Linked DNA regions of Sus scrofa: regions 2 and 3 are each linked to region 1. Evidence: chromatin contacts called from public Hi-C and targeted proximity ligation data. All regions are on one chromosome and are shown on one strand. The core of a region is the stretch at or near the end of the contact, and the rest is flanking DNA. Distances in the headings are between cores, read along the strand shown. Region 1 overlaps LOC106510205 (a long non-coding RNA gene). Region 2 overlaps VAV3 (guanine nucleotide exchange factor VAV3). Region 3 overlaps VAV3 (guanine nucleotide exchange factor VAV3).

Region 1 (3,052 bases), core at 379-2,878:
TCCCATGACCCAGCTACCTGAAGTCTTTAATGTGTGAGAGCCAGCGACCAGGAAATTTGGGAAAAAATGTTGAGGGCAAGAGGGCTAAGTGGTCAGAGGGCAGCACCTTCCGTGGGATGCAGTTGAGCCAAAATGCATGGAGGGAGGGGGGGGCCAGAAGTTGAAGTGGAAAGGGAGGGGCACACATATGCCACCTCCCACCCTGTGGAGGGCAAGGGGCACCCTCATGGGGGGGGGAGGTGGGGCGAGGGTGGGGCTGGGGGTGGAGCGGGGAGCTCTATGAAGCTAAGGTGGGCTGGCAGCTGAGGAGGGGGAGAGTTTTAAAAGTGTGGAGACAGAACTGTGAACAGAGGAGACACCTGTCAGTCTCCTTCCTCTGCTATGTGTGTTGGGCAGACGGGGGGGGAAGGTGCTCCTTGAAGCTTATGCTGGCAAGCGTGGCCAGAGGCAGGGCACTGCTTTCTGGCTGTGATGAGGGAGGGATGGCTGGTCCAGACACAACCTGATTCACATTGCTAGGAAAACAGGGGGTCAAGGTACAAACCCCAAAAATGCGAGTGTGGGGGAACCTGGCAACCGGATGGGAGAAATAATGGGATGGACGAGTGTGGGGGGTGGGGGTGGCAGGAGCATCCTGGAGGCAGAGCAATGACCTGCTTTTTTGTGTAGTGACTTTTTAATTCAATCCCAGTGACGTCGAGGGTGGGTGGGTGTGGTTCATTTACAAGGGCAGGAAAAGGATGAGCGGAAGGCTTGGTTTTCAAAGAGGGATGTGTAGCCATTGCAACACAATGACAATAGTAGAAAGAACGAAAGGAAATTACACACTGTACACTACAGAGGCTGTGCCTTTTCAATCAAGAAGAGCCAATTAAGCTGTGCTGTTGTGTAACATCTCATTCATTTGTCATTGAATTACCTCTGGCTGTATGTACTGTTTCCGCGAGGTTAATTTTTATTCCATTATGAAGGAATAAATCAAATCCAGTGAAAGGAAATCTGTCCTCACTGCTATCTACAGGAGGAGGGGCTTGAACCAAAAGTCCTTTTGTGGTTTCGTATTTTTGGTTTCAATTTAATAAAGAAGAGGAGCCTGAGGGATGAGCAAAGAGGCCAGGTTTTGCCTTTTCCCCTTGAAGCCCATAAATAGAATGAAAAGAAGTAGTGAGATGAGACAACGGTGAAGAACCAGAGCACATGAAATGTTGATGGGAAGCACAAGCACCGAGGAGTTGTGGCACCACCGAAAATACAGTGATTAATTCAACACGGTTTTTTTTTTTGATGTTTACATTCAGAACTGTCTCCCCGGGACTTTGCTGGGCATTAGGCATGTGTGAAAATAAATAATATGTAGTTTTTGTTCTCAGAGTCATTGAGAAGGCTGACATGAAACAAGTTTCAATTTAAAGTGATACGTGTCGCAGTGACTTTGTTCGGTGTACAGTGGTAACGACGAAGGCGGTGTTGACAAGGCGCCGTTGGGAAGGTGATGTTTTTGCCTGGGCTTTGAAGGATGAAGAGAATTTAACCACCCTAAGAAGATACGTCAGGGTGGCCTGGAGAGAGGGGACAGCACACGTGAAGGCAAAGAGTCACGAGAGGCTGTGTGTGTTTGGGGAAATGGTATGTTCTGGGTGTGACCGGGGTGTTCCTTGGGGAGAATGGCTAGACACATGGATTAAACCCGAGCTCTGTGCCATGCTAAGGACTCGGGTGGAAAAAGAAACCCATGGGAGGAGTTTCAGAAGGGAGGGACAGGACCTGCCAGAACTTTCCAGAAGAAGGATGGGTTGGAGGGGTGTGACTTGGAGGCAGGTGCACACTGAAGGGAGAGAGATTGCACACTCACCTTTCATCGCTGGGGCCCCAGGGTGTGGTACACGGTTTGGCATATGGTTGGTTCTCAACAGGTGTTGAATACATGCAGGAAGGAAAGACAGGATTACCGAGCTGCGTGGTGCAGGCAGGAGACGGGGAGGAGCACGTGTGGGGATGGCTGTGCCTCTCTTCTGCCCCCGGCCCATCCACACCTCCACGCCTCACAGCCCTGCTGACTCAGAGAAGCAGCGTGCCCGCTAGGGAGACGGAAGAGGAGGGAGCCCTGGAGAGCTGGCATCCTGGAGCCTGGGATGAGAGGGTTTTAAAAAGGAAGGACTGGCCAATGCCATCACAGGCAGCAGAGACAGATCTGCAGGTGTTGCCAGGTCTGAGACCCTGAGCGACTGCAGGGAGGAGAGTTCCCTGGCGTGGCAGCCACAGGCTTCCAGGGCAGTGGGCTGAGGGGTGTGCGGGCGGAAGGAAGAAGAGGGTGTGTGGGTGGACCTTCGCTCAGAAAGTTGTGCTCTGAAGGGAGGGGCCAGCGAGTTTGAGGCAGAGGCAGGATCAAAGGGAAGCTGTTTTATTTTTTTGGTTTTTTGGTTTTTTTGTTTTTTTTTTTTTTTAAGGATGGTAAGTTTCTAAACTTTAGAAAAAGCAGCCGAGAGCAGAGATTAAAGCCAGTGGGTGGAGACAGAAGAAGGGACATGGGTTTGGCTAATAGGGGTAATTAAAATTTTTTAGTTTTAAAATTGAAACCTGCATTTAAACAAATGAATAGAGTTGCCTATTACGGCTCAGCTGGTTAAGGACCCAACAGTCTTCATGAGGATGCTGGTTTGATCCCCGGCCTTGCTTAGTGGGTGAAGGATCCGGCATTGCTGTGGCTGTGGTGTAGGCCAGCAGCTTCAACTCCAATTTGACCCCTAGCCCAGGAACTCCATGTGCCACAGGTATGGCCTTAAACAAACAAACAAAAAAAAAATAGAAAAATAAATATAAAAGAATGCATAGAGGTCAGTAAGGGAAATAGGATGGAGCGGAGGAAAGAAGGCTGGGTGGACGAGAGAAAACCAGGGCTCCCGTCCTCGCTTTGCTTCTGTGTGAGCTTTGCCAAGCTCTGGCTCTGCTCTGAGCCTTTGATCCACCTTTAAAACAGGTGACCCTCTGTCCAATGATCTCTTTCAGCCATAAAACTCTATGATTCAAAGTGGTATAAGTTTGCTAATATATA
Region 2 (3,016 bases), core at 409-2,908, 320 kb after region 1:
CTTGATAAAAATACAAGCTTCTCAAGACATCTCGTAATTGAAAAGGGGTTGTTTTTACCAGAACATGTCATTTGCTAGGAACAATAAATTATGCTGTCACTTGAGGGCTCTTAAAACCTTTCTAGCCGTGTTTCTGTAGGAAATTCAAATCATGGACTACACTGCAAATGCTTTTCTTTGCTCTCCTGTGTAACAATAAAAAATTGTTTTGTAAATTTTTTTCCCCTCACTCTCAGTTTCATAATGTTGGGGTTATTTGGGAATGAAGTGGAACCTGATTGCAAATTTGGTATTTAAGGTATAAAATAAAATGAGATGTGTCCACAAAACCAAGATTTTAACCTACAGGCATTGCACAGATTAGAGCCTGTGCTTATTGACTTTGTTATTGTTTTAGTGCATTTTGGATGTATTTTTCTGGGCCCCTACCCTACCTTGTAAGCACCTTGGCTTATAGATAATTTTGTTTCCTTGATAATATTTAAAAACAGGATCTTGCGTATTGTAAATGCTCATAAAATAGGTGATTCGACTAGTCTATAAATTAGAGATGCTTTAAAGGATCCAAGAATCCAGATTCCTAGGCCGTGGTACCATCCAGGTACTAAAAATCTCGTGCTGACACAGTCATCCTCTTCCTTGCCTAGAAATGTGATCTCCTTTGTTGAATGTATTAAATATTTCATCCATGTTCTTCTCATTGGAAGTTAGGCAGTGTTGCTTTCCCAGACTCAGGTTGTTGTCTGATTATAGTAATGACTCCACCACAAAACCTTGCTGAACTGACAGTGGACAAAGGAAACCTTGAAGAAATGGTTCTAAGAAAGAGACTGTGTGGTTTGCTTATTCTTCACTTGCCAAGAATAACACAAGAACGGCTTTAAGGGGGAGAAAAATCACAGGAGCACCTCAGAATACTTTCGGATCAAAGGCACAGGTGGATGATACAACAATGCCTTTCCCTTTGGTCAAGTTCCCTTTAGCCTCGGGAGCAGTGTGGAATAGCTTATTTGTAGGGAAGTTATTAAAAAAAAAAACCCCTCCGTGGTTTAATGGTATATACCCGGAACTTTAAAAATGTGCGTACCCTTTGGTCTAGAAACTTCACTTCTAGGAATTGTTATCAGGGAATAATTAGATACAAGGTCAGATATTCATGTACAATAACATTCTTTTTTTTTTTGTCTTTTTTTTTTTTTTTTTTCAGGGCCGCACCCAAGACATGGAGGTTACCAGGCTAAGGGTCGAATCAGGAGCTGTAGCCATCAGCCTATGCCCCAGCCACAGCAACGCCAGACCTGAGCTGCATCTGCGAGCTACACCACAGCTCACGGCAACACTGGATCCTTAACCCACTGAGCCAGGGATTGAACCCACATCCTCATAGATGCTGCTCAGATTCGTTTCCGAGGAGCCACGATGGGAACTCTGATAATATTCTTATCATTGTGATAGGTTGGAAGACCTCATGTGTTGATCAATAGGTATTGATGAAATGCATTGTAATCTCTTACTCTCTACAGATTCTGGGTAACCCTTAAACAATCATTTCATATATTTAAAAAAAGAGTTATGTTCCCTGGGCCACTGAGGCAATGCTTGAAACAGGAACAGATCTAGAGTTTCCCGTGCCCTGTGTCCCAGTGCTTTGGAACTGCGGATGGTGTGGGGGCAGCTGCTCATTCATGGGGATTTAGATGACGGAGTGCCCTCTCTGTGAGGTGTGAGAGCCAGCGCCAAAAGTTTCCTTCAGTTGACTTAAAGTGACAGACTCTTTCTTAGTTTTAACACTTCGTAGAGTCTCCTTTTTCTAAGAGTCTTGAAAAGAATCTGTCAACAAAAATATTATACTCTAAGAAAATGTTTAGAGTTTTTGTTTGTTTGTTTGTTTTTGCTTTTTAGGGCTGCACCTGTGGCATAGGGAGGTTCCCAGGCTAGGGGTCCAGTTGGAGCTACAGCTGAGGCCTACGCCACAGCCTCTGCAACACAGGATCCTTAACCCACTGGGTGAGGCCGGGGATCGAACCTACAACCGCATGATTACGAGTTGGATTTGTTTCTGCTGTGTCACAACAGGAGCTCCAGAAAATGTGTATAGAGTTTTAAAAGCACTTGGAATTGCTGTTTGGGGAGTTTGCTGTTTTATGTGGCTGTTTGGAGTTTGCTGTTTATATAAATGTTTATTCACTGTTTTTGTCTCTCCTAGTCCCTTTTCATTAAAAGCACTTTCTTTCCTCGGAGGCCTAGTGTGCGGGTCCTCAAAGTCGTTCGTGTTTTGATTCCTGTGTTCGGTAAAAAAGGCCCTGGTTCATGAGCGTTGGGAGCAGTGGCATTGCTTAGCCCATATGTGTCCCATATTTCTGCTAAAGATGGACACTTGAGCATCAAAACTTTCAGAAATCCTGTGTCAGCTAAGCCTCCCAGGACACTGTGTAAATTATCTCTATTTTGAGACCTAATTAAATATGTATGTTGAGAGCATTTTTCTAAACAAGCATTTGGGCTCTGAAATCAATCACCACCGTTCAAGTGTGTGAAAATAGCCAAAATTGTGTCTTGCCTGGTCATCTGAGCACTACATTTCTATTAATTATTAAATCCCTATGCTTGCTCCTTGTTTGTCAAAGTATAAGGTTGTTGGTTTTTTTTGGGGGGGGGGATAATAACATTGCTCAGTTTCTGTTCCCCTTGGATCTTGGACCTGGCCACCAAAATGTATTGCCACATTCCCTATAAAAGAGAAGAAAGAAAAATCCAACAAGCTTTGTTTATTGCCTTTAAAGAAAATGTTTCTTGGAGTGCTTTGGTGGCTTAGCGGGTTACTGATCCTGCATTGTCACTGCTGTGGCTCCGGTTACTGCTGTGGTGCCGGTGTGATCCCTGGCCCCGGGGACTTCCACATGCCACGGGCACGGGGAAAAAAAAATGTCTTTAAAGTTAAATTATGTTTAATGATTTTTCATGCCCAAGGCAAAAAGCCAAGGATTCGCATGGATCGCCTGCATTGGTCTCGGGT
Region 3 (3,127 bases), core at 96-2,595, 340 kb after region 1:
CAAACCCCTCATCCTCATGGATTCTGGCCAGATCCGTTTCCGCTGTGCCACAGCAGAATTCCCAAGATCTTTTAATTCTACGTGAACTGTGTTATTCTGGTTCTTATTAGTGTTATCTTAATGAGCTGTCTAGGCATGGAACATTTGTTCCTTTTTACTAAAATTCACCTTAGCAGGGTCAAATGCAAGTTTTTTGAGGCTCTAAGAAATACTTTTGTTTAACAGTGTATATTTTATTTATTTCGATTAAACATTAATGACATCGAAGCAGAAAATGAATACTAAATAAGAATGTTTACCACTTACTGTCCTCATTTTTTAAAAACATGTTATAATTAGACAAGCTTAGCAACTATCGTAGCTATTAACAAACACTGGCCATCATATACTCAAATATATAACCTAATTTATTAGATACATTCCCAGCCGATGGAAAGCTTTCTTCTGTATCCTGTGATACCTTGAGGTGGATGTCACTTTTTTATTTTCTAAAATGCTTTGCAAAGACCAGATCTTACTTTACCAATGATGATGGTGGCAGCAGTGGCTTTAGGACACAGCAGCAAAAGTATGGGACTTTGTTCCATGGTCACCCAGCCAGGGAGAGGTGGAGCTAGGATTTGAACCCAGGAAATCTGAGGCTTAAGCTTGCACTCTTAGCCAGTCTAGGATATGACCCTCCCAAATAGAGGTTCTTTTTCTCTATAGAGCTTTACTTTTGAAGTTTCAAAATAGCGCAGATAGAATAATTCTTACATTTATGATCAGTTTCAAGGCCTGCACAAACTGCAGTTGGGACCCGCTTAAACCCATAGAGATACTCTACTCTTTTGAACAATGGAAAGTTTATTTCCCATAGTTCATCATCTTTTTGATACAGAAATCTTTTGTTCATCTTACCTGGTTGTAGTGCTTTGCTTTACCCATAGAAGAAGGGCTAGAGATGGTTTTCAACAGCATTCTACAGTATTGAAAGCAACAGCTAGGTATTTTAGGAAAGACCTAAACATGTTGCTAGAAATGACACTAAGCTGTAGTGTATCCTCATGGGGTAATTTACTGTGTGAGGTTAGAATTGCCAAGAAAATTAAGATAATGGGCTCTGTTGATTTCCTTGGAGAGTTAAGGTGAGATATATTGTTAGTCTGAAACATCCCATCTAGATGGGTTTGAAGTTAGACTTCATTGTCAGAGAATTGGGTACCTGAGTAATACACTCAGAGGAGTGGCCTGCCTCTGTTTACATCTGATCTAGTCCACAGGCCCATCCTGTCTGACTGACTCAGCCCAGCACACCAGGCTCACACTCCAAGGTATGTCCTGAGGCCTGACTTTCTCCTCCGTGGCCCTAGGGCACTCGCTCCAAGCCTGCAGGGACCACAGCAGACCATCCTGGCCCCAGATCCAGCTGCCAGCTGGTAACTGGCTGCCGTGGGGCTGCAATGCTGCAGACACCCCTGAACTGCTAAGCTTGTCTGGTGCTTGCGCTCAAGCCTGCAGCCACCCGATGGCCCAGGAACTCCTGTTGAATCTAGCTCCCTGTTCAGGAATCTTAATAGCCTTCCCACTGGGTCTGGGAGAGGGTTAAGAGATAAAACTTCAGACCAGAGAGCCCAAGGAGATCAACCCATAATTAATTAGAGCAGCTTGGCAGACCTGTGAGCTGGTCCCCACAGCTCCCTGTAGTTCTTCTCCATGGCCCTGGCTTCCTTCCCTGGGGACCATGGGGGGAGTTCCAACAAACTGCTTCTGCACGGATGACTTGTTTTTCTCCGATTACAGTGTCATCAGCACTAAGGTGCTAGATAAGCAGAGGGTGAGAATTAGCCAGAAGGTCTCAAGAAGAGAATGGTTAAAATGGGTAGCTTTATTAGTGTACATGGTTGCCATTCTGTTTTTGCAAACTGTTTTCATTGCTTTTTCTTTTTTTTTTCTTTTTCTTTTTAAATGGCTGCACCTGCTGCATGTGGAAGTTACAGGGCCAGGGATAGAATCCGAGCCTCAGCTGTGTTGCTGGATCTTTTAACCCACTGCACAGGGCGGGGGATCAAACCCGAGTCTTCTCAGCGACCCCAGGCACTGCAGTTGGATTCGTAACCTGTGGCGCCACAGTGGGAACTCCGTCATTTCATGGCTTCTAAACTAATGGAGATGGAAAAAATAAAGTACTCAAATGAAATAATCATCATTTGGGAAATTTTTAATGGTTGATAGGATGGAGGGGGTGCCCCTATGTATGTTGTCCCTAGATTTGAGGAGATAAGCAACTCTTGCTCATACTTAATATTTGATTTTCATAATGGGCTTCTTCTTTAATTATTCATTCATTCATTCCTCACTTGTAGCAGGCCAAGCTCTTTGTGTCTTTACACATATTATCCCTTATCCTTACAACAGTTTTGTAAGGTAAGTAGTAGTCATTCATTTGTTTGAGCAACCAGATATTTTTGTGTTAAGTGGTTGTTAGGAGCTTGGCTGTGAGCTCGGTGATGGAATAGACAAGCGAAGGAGCAATTTCCCTGCTCTAAGTTATTTTCCACTGTTAGCTGGTAAAGACAGATAAACATGTCATTAGAGTGCCTCATTGTGTTCTTAGATACCTTTCAGGGGTTATATGAATTTGTGCAGATTTTTTGAAGAGCAGTGGTTGTGCTGTTTCTTTTTTGGGGGGGGAAGCACTCGCAGCATATGGAGGTTCCCAGGCTAGGGGTCGAATCAGAGCTCTAGCCACTGGCCTACACCACAGCCACAGCAACGCAGGATCCAAGCTGTGTCTACAACTACACCACAGCTCACGACAATGCCAGATCGTTAACCCCCTGAGCGAGGCCAGGGATGGAACCTGCATCCTCATGGATACTAGTCAAGATTCATTCCCGCTGAGCCATGATGGGAACTCCAGTTTATGTGGGAACTTAAATTTTTTTTCCTTTGTCTTTTTAGAGCTGTACCCGTGGCATATGGAGGTTCTCAGGCTAGGGGTCAAATTGGAGCTGTAGCTGCTGGCCTGCACCACAACCACAGCAACACTGGATCCTTAACCCACTGAGCAAGGCCAGGGATCGAACCTGCGTCCTCGCAGATGCTAGTCAGATTCGCTGTCGCTGAGCCATGACGGGAACTCCTG

Evidence for each region. A called contact is a pair of places that touch in the nucleus more often than the background predicts.
Region 2: a contact with region 1 is called in a targeted proximity ligation map of alveolar macrophages. A contact is called at or near these places in 1 of 47 Hi-C or Micro-C datasets (liver) and 1 of 2 datasets of targeted methods (alveolar macrophages).
Region 3: a Hi-C map of retroperitoneal adipose tissue shows a contact between it and region 1, with 3 times the contacts expected there. A contact is called at or near these places in 1 of 5 promoter capture datasets (liver), 26 of 47 Hi-C or Micro-C datasets (alveolar macrophages, blood, brain and 14 more) and 2 of 2 datasets of targeted methods (alveolar macrophages and skeletal muscle).

The regions. Positions count from the first base shown.
Region 1 is chr4:111,648,528-111,651,579 of Sscrofa11.1, forward strand. The region is part of intron 1 of LOC106510205 (a long non-coding RNA gene); the gene reads left to right. Among named protein-coding and RNA genes, the nearest start is that of SLC25A24, 70 kb to the left of the region's middle.
Region 2 is chr4:111,965,138-111,968,153 of Sscrofa11.1, forward strand. All of the region lies in intron 2 of VAV3 (guanine nucleotide exchange factor VAV3), which reads left to right. Among named protein-coding and RNA genes, the nearest start is that of VAV3, 140 kb to the left of the region's middle.
Region 3 is chr4:111,983,971-111,987,097 of Sscrofa11.1, forward strand. All of the region lies in intron 2 of VAV3 (guanine nucleotide exchange factor VAV3), which reads left to right. Among named protein-coding and RNA genes, the nearest start is that of VAV3, 160 kb to the left of the region's middle.